Regions from separate parts of the Cricetulus griseus genome. Here region 1 is linked to region 2. The links are chromatin contacts, called in public Hi-C maps. All regions are on one chromosome and are shown on one strand. Each heading gives the region's core, a stretch centred on a gene start, on an enhancer-like site or on the middle of the called end of the contact. The rest is flanking DNA. Distances are from core to core; before and after follow the strand shown.

Region 1 (4,562 bases), core at 1,926-4,425, 120 kb before region 2:
TTTTCTCCTGCTGGGGCTGCGGAGGGGTGGGGGGTTTGCAGTCCCGCCCCCCTCGCACTGCACTGTCTCTCTGCCCCAGGGGCAGAGAGGTCTTCCCAACCCTACCCTATTTTCGGTGATTTTTGTGTGAGAATATTAATATTAAAAATAAAAGCAGGAAAAAAAAAAGCCTTGTGTTTTGATGATGGTTGTAAAGCGTATCAGTTGAAGAGTCGGGAAACTGATTGATGGGAGGGCAGGGCAGCGCAGACCTGGTGGTGGCGAGCCCCTCCCCGGAGGCGCCTGTGGAATGTCCAGAGCCACGGTCTGCTCCTTGGGATGAGGATGCCTAATCCTAGAGCTGCATTCCAGGATAAGGTAGTTGGGGGTGGGGTGGGGAGAGGCTGTACCGGGGGAGGGGCAGGAAAGAGGGCTATAAGGGCTGCAGCCATGCGGGGCGGGAACCAGCCAGGCCATGGCGGAGGTCCCCGGAGCCCAACGTTCGGTTCTCACTGGCGGCCCAGAACCCCGGGACCCCCTGGATTGCTGGGCCTGTGCAGTACTCGTAACGGCCCAGAATCTACTGGTGGCTGTCTTCAATCTTCTCCTGTTGGCACTAGTCCTGGGGACCATCTTGCTACCCGCTGTCACCATGTTGGGCTTCGGCTTTCTCTGCCATTCCCAGGTAAGCATGGGGCCCCAAGGGGTATGCATGCATGTATGGTGGTGGTGTGGTGTCTTTGAGCCACAACCTCCCGACCTGGGCTGTGTCCCTCCGGGGCAGTGTGGCTCGCTGGGCTAGAGTCTGATGTCTCATATCTGCACAGTTCCTGCGTTCCCAGGCACCCCCTTGCACCGCCCATCTGCGGGACCCAGGCTTCACGGCCCTGTTGGTCACTGGATTCCTGCTGCTGGTGCCGCTACTTGTGCTTGCCTTGGCCACCTACCGCCGCCTCTGCCTGCGCCTCCGCCTGGCCGACTGCCTAGTACCCTACAGCCGAGCCCTCTACAGGCGCCGGCGCATCCCACAGCCGAAGCAAATCCCGGCCTCACCAGGGTCCCGGGCAGTTCCCACACCGGGAAAGGTCTGGGTTTGAGGTGCGTTGAATCAAGAATTCTGTCGATTGTTCTCCTGGTCGCGAAAGGACTTGAAGCCAGCCCAGGGATATTCTGCCCTGTGCTGCTCCTTACCACTGCCTGAGTCAGGTCTTGGCATCCCTTTGATGGAACAGCATCACCTGTGGACCCAGTGCTGGCGAAAATGCCCCAGAAAATCTCATTTGAATCCTGAAGGTTTGGGCTGGACCCTGCACATCTTCTTTCCCTCCCCAGCGTAAATAGGAGAGCTGGACTAAGTGCCTTCCTTTGCTGGTGCAGTTCCTCTAATTAATTTACGGGACTGAGGGACAGGGCTAGAGAAGACATCACAAATAATAAAAAATGTGTGGAATGAATGTGCTCTGTGAATACAGGGGCGATACGTATATATAATCGTTCTTGCCCAGGGCTCAGGAGCAGGGAACAAATCCCGGAGACTACAAATGGGCAGACCAGAGCATCCTGCCTCTCCCTTATCGCGTTAGCCCGTTCTTCCTGGTTAGACCCCAGAGTTCTGACCCTGACCCCGAAGTCACTTCTCCATTAATAGCACAGAGGGGGCCTTGCTTCAGCTGCCTACCCAGCTCCCCTTGGGGACCCGAGCCCGTTCTCTGACCCCAGCTTAAAGGAACTGAGTGTTGCCAGGCCGGGGTGGGAAACAATGGGTCTTCCGGAGCAGGATGACACCCCTCCCGCTACAATGCGGAGCAGCGGCGTGGGAGGGAAGATGCAGGGGCCCACCCTATGGCCTGCTGAGGGGGCGGGTTGAGGAAGCATCTGAACTCAGATAAACCTTCTTTCTCTCAGGGTAAGGGGGTGGTGTGCTATCCCTGCCCTGACATCGGACCCACACACAGACACGGGCCGCTTTGGTCATAGGGTTTAATGGTCTCAAAGGGAAGTGCGATTGTGGTCAGAGATACGGGGCTGCCGCCAGGCTCTCCCTTTGGACTTCAATAGAAACGATGTGATGTCCTGGTACCATGGCCAGACCCAGCACACGGGGTTCTCCCGCAGAAAATGAATCTGGAAAAAAGGGTCAGAGCATCAGAACGGCAGGTAATCATCAGTCTCGCCCCGGAAAATAAGGGGTGCACGGTAAGGCCCGCAAGAGGAAGTGCCCTGCGGTGAGTGTACGCCGCATTCCCGAGGAGGCGCGTTTTCCCGGGACACTGACCAGACGGCTTGAGGAATTCCTGCGCAGAGCCCAGGATGACATTACAGTCGCGATCGGTGCACAGGAAGCAGCCGACTAGTGTCCTTCCATCTGTCATACGGATGCGCATGGTCTTGTTGAGCAACGCCTCTAGCTGCTGCCGGGCACGCGCAGCCGGCGAGTCCTCCTGTTCCCCGTCAGAGTCCTGCTAGGGCCGGACACGATTTGAGGCGTGCACAGTCTCGGCTGCACGCCCGTCGAACCACAACTCCCAGCAGCCCCCGGGCTGCGGGCGGTGCCGCGAGGGCCGCTGGGAATTGTAGTTTTCTTTTCCATCCTCTCCACCCCGCCCCGCCCCTCCCCGCCCAAGGTCGCTCCCCGACTGCTCCTCCAGAACCCAAGCCCACGCTGACCCCGGCGCTGGAGCTGCTCTGACGCCGACTGCAACAGCCGTTCTCCTCTCGTAGCAGCATGGTCGGCCCAGCTCCGGCCATTGGCCCTGGGACCTCCTCGGGCCTTAAACTTCCTAAGAGCGTTTTGGGTCGGGTGTTCAGATCTCGCGAGTGCTCCCAGGCTCTTCCCTTTCGTGAGATCACAACTCCTCCGCGTCTCCGGGTCCGCCACTTCAGAGATCTCGCGAGACTTTATTTTTTCAGCCCAGGTTCATGGATGCCTACTAGGGTAATTACAAGAATATCGCGAGAACTTTACCTGAACTTTCTTACACGGCCTTTAGAAATGCCTGAAATTTGAAAACCTTCCATCCTGGTTTCCTGTTACTCCTAAATGACTCGTGTAGCCTAGACTCCACTCCCAACCGGATCGTCTTCACTTTCTGTAGGAAGGAGTTCAACAACACTATGCTCGGTGCCGGAACCAAGAATGTGTTTCCGGTGGACACAAGCAACCCGAACCCCGCCCTGCTGACGCAGGTTAACCTCGGCGGACGGTGGCCGGAAAAGGACAATGGTTTCCATGTTAGCCGCAAACGCACTCTGGGAAGCTCCTGAACCTGGTAGTTTTCAGACTGCCGTGGAGCAAGCAAGTAGCCAAAGCAGCCTTGTAGAACAGGAGCCATGATGCGCCGGGGCCTAGTGGCGGGGCCAGACTTTGACTATTTTCAGCGTCGGTATTACACGCCGTCCGAAGTAGCGGAGCACAACCAGCCCGAGGACCTCTGGGTGTCTTACCTGGGCTTTGTGTACGATCTGACGCCGCTGGTGCAGGAGTTCAAAGGTAGGGGGCGCGCGTGGGCGAGGGGCGGGGGAGCTGGTTTTGGCTCTTGGGCGCCCGGGTTAAACGGCCGCTCCCCCTCTGCAGGAGACCTCCTGCTGAAACCCATTCTGGAAGTTGCAGGCCAGGACATTAGTCACTGGTTCGATCCGAAGACCAAAGACGTAAGTTCTGTTGGAATGTGGGGCTGGGGGAGCGGCGCGGGAGAGCAGCGATAGGGTAGGGACGGCGGGGAGGAATAAATAACCAGAACCCGGCGTAGTGATTGCCCCCCGCCTCCCCGCTCTAAACACTCGCTTTTAAAGATTCGCAAGCACATAGATCCGTTGACGGGTTGCTTGAGATACCGCACCCCGCGGGGCCGCTTCGTGCACGTCCCACCTCCGCTGCCTCGCTCAGACTGGGCCAATGACTTCGGGAAGCCCTGGTGGAAGGGGCCGAATTACCAGGTGGGGCGGCTGTCTGCCAGGACCCGGAACATCCGTATTATTAACACTCTTACGTCGCAGGAGCACACACTGAAGGTGAGATCTGGTGTCTGGGGACAGGCTAGTGGGAACCCGAAATCACTCTGGAAGCTGTGTTTCTTCCTTTCACATTGTCATGACAGAGGAAAGCAAATGACCCAGGTTCCCAGGGTTGGAAATTCTAGAAGTATGTTTGGATCACAGCTACCAGTCTCCTTCATAGGTCCAGGCCAGCACATCTTGGAAGGGCATCTATGCTGTTACAGACAGCAGCGGGACTCTTAGTTTAGTGAACTGCAGGTGACTGGCTTTGACTCTGTTGAGCCATTTGTTTGTTAGAAGTGGTAGGACTCTGGTGTCTTTATTGTGTGCTGGAGCCTCAACTTTACTTCTCTGGGACTATGGGGTGCCTGAAGGGTACTATCTGCTAATGGGGCACTCTGATTCAAGCTCTGCGGTTTAGGGGAACTGATTCACTTCTGGTATTCCCCCCAGTTTCCTTAGAGAAAATCCTAAAGAAGCTAGGCACAGGGCCCTTCTCCTGGCCTTTGGGGAGTGTGTGTGTATGTTCCATACAGAATTCTAGAGGTGAATGCTTGTGTGTTCTTTAGGTGGGGGCTCTGGAATCA
Region 2 (5,016 bases), core at 1,754-4,253:
TCCCTCCTCTCTGTCTCCCCACTTCTTTCTTTGACAGAATCTCCTCAGAAAACTCAGGCTGACATCAGATTTGGGATGCCTGTGTGAATGTCTTCGGTATTAGAGTTCCAGGTGTGCGCCACCACACCCAGCTTCTTTGCTTTGTTTACTATGTCCTGAGCCAGCTAGCTGCCTGGGAGGAGTATTAAGCAGTTTTAAATGTAAGTGATGGAACGAATGCCCTGTTCCTGGCATAGGCATTAGATCAGTTTCCATCTGGGCACAGGATCTTTGGATAACCATGCCTTCTGATTTCTGGTGACCAGATTGCTATAGTTAGACATTGCTTTATTACAAACTGCTCAAAACATAATGGCTTAAGCAAAATGATATCATTGATGTTTATGATTCTGTGTGGGCCGATATAAAAGTGTCTCTCACAGGGAATTTACGGATGAATCTAAAGCCTCAGCTATGCTGAATGGTGGGTCTGTTCTGGGGACTGAGCCCTTAGCCTATGGAATCTGATGCTATCTACAGGCAAAATGACTGAATTAGAAGACACTCAACTGATTCTTTGGAGAATTGATTTATCAGATAAAAAGAAACCAGTGTCTCGAACACCTCCTGGTGTTCAAGGGGTCTGAAGTGTTGCTCTTTCCATTTGAGACAATTGCTTCCATTCCAGTTGTGGAGCTGTTGTGCCAGCAACTCTAAGCTGGGGCTGTAAGTCCCATTGCTCTTAGTGTTACAGCTCTGGGCTCTAATGAACTCTTGAGTGTCAATGGCCCAGCACCCAGCATGCAGCAGCCAGTGCTGTAGCTCTAGCTTCGTTAGGATACTTGGCTCTCCGCCCCTGGAGTTACAGCTCTGGGCAGCTTCTTGGCAACTGTGAGGCCCCATGAAGGTTTCCAGGACAAGGGCTTACTGCTAGCCTTCAGCAATCTCTCAACTTCAGTCTCGGCCCTTTACAGCCTTTTATCTTCTGAAGTCTCTACTCACTGACATTGCTCTTGTTTGCTGCACCCCCAGACTTCCTTCATAGCTTCAGCACCCCAAAGTCTCTGCTCCCAGCTGTTCATTGAACTCTTGTCCCCCTATATGGGTGGCTTTGAGTCTGGGACCAACAGTCCCTGGAATCACCTGCTCTTCAAGCAACTAGTTTGGCTTACTTGACCTGTGATAAAAGACAAAAGATGTCTAGATAAAACTCCCCTGTCATTAAACTAGGCAGTTTGTAGGAGGGAGGACTCCCAGGATGCTAGAGGAGCATCCTTCACCCAGCCAGCCCTTTGCACTAGCTGTCTTGAGGACTTCTTTCTCACACAGTGAAGGGTGTCATGAAGGCCAGAGTACCTGTAGGCAGGGATATCTGGATGCAGTGGACCTTCTTCTCTGAGGGTCATCTGAAGTTGTCATGGCCCGAACACCTCCAATATCAGGGTGGTGGTGAAGACAGCTGTGTTAGTTTCCCTCAACAGGAGGGAAGTTTCTTTGGGCTGTCAGCAACTGACTGAAGTCTCCTCCCAGTGTCACTGGCCAGATTAGAATCTCCCTCAGGTAGCTACAAGGGTTTAGAAACTGTCAGTGATTGCCCTGATAAGGGCTAGATAAAGGACTGAGAGGACTTGAGGTGACTTGATTGACAGCTCAGACAGCCCCTGTGGAAATGGCTGCGGGTCCTTCAGCAGCAGTGACAATATTGCTCACAGTGTCAGGGGACTCAGGAACTGTGGAGATGACAGCTGTGGACCCTGATCCAGCCTTCATCTCTACAGGTCTGGAGATAGGTGCTTGGTTTGTCCTTGGTAACATTGCTTCAGCTGGGCATCTGGGAAGGTCTGACAGCTGTCAACCGAGTCTCTCAACTTACCCACCAGAGAGATCCCATCTTTTGATAGGAAAAATTTATGTATAAGGGGTGCTTGTGACAAAGATTTCACACACAATTAAGGACTTTTTTCCCCAGCAATTTTTTTTCTGGTCATTTTTAACTTTTAGCCAAATAACCTTAGGAAGGAGACAGGGACTCTTGATCTTTGTTGCAACTCACCACTGATGCTAAAAACTCTCAAACTCCTTTCTTCTAGCTTTTTGGAATATGTAGTGCATTGTTTTTTTCTAAGCCACCCTACCATTTAATAGCATGCCAGAGTGTCTCACTGCTGTAACTGGAACTTAGCACCTGAGGCCCAGGCAGCCCCCGCACCGTACTTTATTACTGAGTCATATCAGGAACACAGGAGGAGGGGGGAGAAGGAGAGGAAGGAGGAGGAGGAGGAGGAGAAGAAGAAGAAGAAGAAGAAGAAGAAGAAGAAGAAGAAGAAGAAGAAGAAGAAGAAGAAGAAGAAGAGCTTAAGGTGCTAACACCCTAGAAGCCAGGAAACTTTGTGCTCATTTCTAAACTTGATTTTGAACAAGTTTGGCCTTTTGTTCTGCTCTGGTTCGTTCCTTTTCTTAGAATTGCACTTGAACGAGAACACAAAGCAAATTTAAAATCGGGTGTTTCCTCTGTCCTCTGCTCACTAAGGCCTGCCTCCCCCCAAAAGTCTGCAGGATCATTTAAAGTAAAAGGTTCTTGACAACTGAAACAAACACTGTGAAAGTCTGGGGCATCCGCCCAGAGAGCCCCAGGCAAACAAGGACAGTATGAATGGCACCCAGAGTCCATCTTTGACTCAATTAGGAAGAATCAATCTTGTCACTGAGTTTCCACGGAAATTCAATCACAGGTCAAGTGTAGGAAGCTGGCTAACTGTGGCTTAAGGAGCAGACATGACAGGCGGTCGATAGCTGCCTGGGGACGAGCTTGATGTCAAAGCCGCGAGAAAAGGCAGCCGTGGTGGCGGGAAGGGGCTCCTGCAGGCCAGAGCCGACCACCGTTACAGATCGGGACCTGCCAAGGACGCTGCCGCCTTCAGTAGCTCAGTTACCAGTTATGACACGTGACTCACGGGGCTCGTGGGAAAGACCATCAGGGCCCAGGAGGGACCTCCAGCACCAGTGTGTGCAGTCTGTACGGACAGAAACCATACTAGACACAGACTGCGCAGGAAGAGAAATCTTAACTCTTCTTAAGGGAAAGGGCGCGGTTGGGAGATGTTTTTCTCTGTTAAACTCGGAGTCGTACCCCCTCTAGTGGTCACACAGATGTTTGCAAAGGAATGTTTGTAAGTTAAGAAAAAACAAAACAAAACAAAACAAAAAAACAAAAAACCACCCAGAAACTACAAATAAAATGACTAAATCCATTACATTAAAAACAAATTTTTGGCAGGGTGTGGTGGTGCATAGTTTTAATCACAGCATTCAGGAGGCAGAGGCAGGTGGATATCTGTGAGTTCGAAGCCAGCCTGGGCTACACAGAGAGACCCTGTCCATGGTAATCGTAGAAATAGGGACCAGTGAGGTGGATCCGTGAGTAAGGACATCCTGATGAGCTAAGTTGGATCCCTAGGATCCTCACTATGGAAGAAGAGTGGCAACACTTGGAAGTTCCCCTCTGACCTACACACACACACACACACACACCACACACACACACACACACACACGGGGGGGGGAGTTAAGGGGGGATAAGTAAATAAATAAATATTAAAACGCTCATACAACATATGAGAAGTGAAATACAAACCCAAAGAGAAATGCAAAAGTAGAGCAAACCAGTTTTTCCCTACTTTAAAGACTGGTGAGGCTCCCCAAACCCAAAGTTGGACAACACACTCTGATGGTGAGTTTGAGAGAAGCCAATACGCTTGCATTTCCCCCCTTGACAGCACAAGGACGTACTGTAAGGCTGGGCAGTCTATGCAGAAGTGACAGAAAACAGTCACTGAGACAGGCTCAGCAACAGTGTAGAAGTAACTCAAAGGTCCGATGCAGGGAGACTGCTTAAGAGCAAGTCACATGATGGGCTAAATATAACTCAGCAGGGGAAGGAGGAGAAGTTCCTGGTACTGATCTGAGTTCCTGATCTGCCATCACGAACTGAAGCTGGTCCAGAAGTGCATGCTGCCTCTTTGAAAGAAATGAGGGAGTGGAACACACATTTAGGGGAAAGGTCACCTTTACCGGAAGAGGGGAGAGAAATGTCACCTTTACCGGAAGTGGCGAGAGAAGGCGGCAAGGGAGGAATTGTTTTTCCACAACGTCTTTTTATACCACTGTGATTCTTAAAGATATACATCTATTCTTTATTTTTAAATTTTCCCAAGACAGAAATAGTCAGAAGAGCAGAGTGGAATTGAGCTTGTCCTTTGGGAAGTGGGAAAACATTAAGGAAATACCAAGGCAGAGGGCATTTCCGGAGCCCCTTCTCCATAGCTGGGAGGCAGAACTTGGCACTATCAGGGAAGTGACCCTGTTTGCGAGTTTTGTGAGTGCTAGGGTGGGACCTGGGCATTCTCACATCCTAGGCAGCTCTCTGATACACACCAGCCCAGAGTTCTGTATTTAAAATTTTAATTATGTATGTGTTCCTTGTATGTATATCTGTGCACCATGCATGTGCTTGGTGACCAGGGCGACCAGAAGATCCCCTGGGACTGCAGTTACAGATGGTTGTGAGCTTCCATGTGGGTGTTAGTAACAGAACCCTGGTCCTCTGGAAGACCAGCCAGTGCTCTTAACCACTGAGCCATCTCTCCAGCCCAGTTCTATGGTTATTAGAATTATTTATTTCTCACACAGTTCCAATAAGACATGATGGGAGAATTCATGAATCCACTTACCTGAGGACCCATGGTACATAGTGTGAAAACAACCACTGAAGCCAGGGTTTCATTACATGAGGAAAACTTGACCTCTTTTCTGGATGGGGTAACAGCCAATCAGAGCCACAGCCTCTCTGGACAGCAGATCACCCAACAGCTACAAGGGAACTGGCTCTGAACTGGATTTAACTCCATCATCTTGGCCATTCAGTCCCAGTATGGACAAAGGGTGGCCTTTATTAGATGGTGACAGAATACAGGATCAGTTCTAGTCAGTCCTAGTCAGACGGACAAGTTTTATGGCGCCAGAGGGGATGCCAGATGC

Evidence for each region. A called contact is a pair of places that touch in the nucleus more often than the background predicts.
Region 1: a Hi-C map of the CHO-K1 cell line shows a contact between it and region 2, with 5 times the contacts expected there. The contact joins the promoter of LOC100755925 here to the enhancer-like site in region 2. A contact is called at or near these places in 6 of 8 Hi-C or Micro-C datasets (the CHK-Q cell line, the CHL-YN cell line, the CHO-K1 cell line and 2 more).

The regions. Positions count from the first base shown.
Region 1 is chr7:83,247,851-83,252,412 of CriGri-PICRH-1.0, reverse strand. It overlaps LOC100755925 (cytochrome b5 domain-containing protein 1), which reads left to right and starts at 3,175. Exons shown (of 4, transcript XM_027427032.2): 1 at 3,175-3,469; 2 at 3,554-3,630; 3 at 3,772-3,990; 4 at 4,545-4,562. The coding sequence starts at 3,310. LOC103159087 (N-alpha-acetyltransferase 38, NatC auxiliary subunit) reads right to left here. Exons shown (of 5, transcript XM_035447828.1): 3 at 2,647-2,909; 4 at 2,255-2,438; 5 at 1,943-2,103. The coding sequence starts at 2,727. The coding sequence ends at 1,991. It overlaps Kdm6b (lysine-specific demethylase 6B), which reads left to right and starts at 257. Exons shown (of 2, transcript XM_027427033.2): 1 at 257-664; 2 at 807-1,607. The coding sequence starts at 455. The coding sequence ends at 1,076. Kdm6b (lysine-specific demethylase 6B) reads left to right here. Exons shown (of 25, transcript XM_035447827.1): 25 at 1-168.
Region 2 is chr7:83,129,873-83,134,888 of CriGri-PICRH-1.0, reverse strand. No RefSeq gene overlaps it. Among named protein-coding and RNA genes, the nearest start is that of Gucy2d, 20 kb to the right of the region's middle. Within about 2 kb of position 3,003, at least 3 of the 6 cell types and tissues checked have open chromatin away from gene starts, as enhancers often do.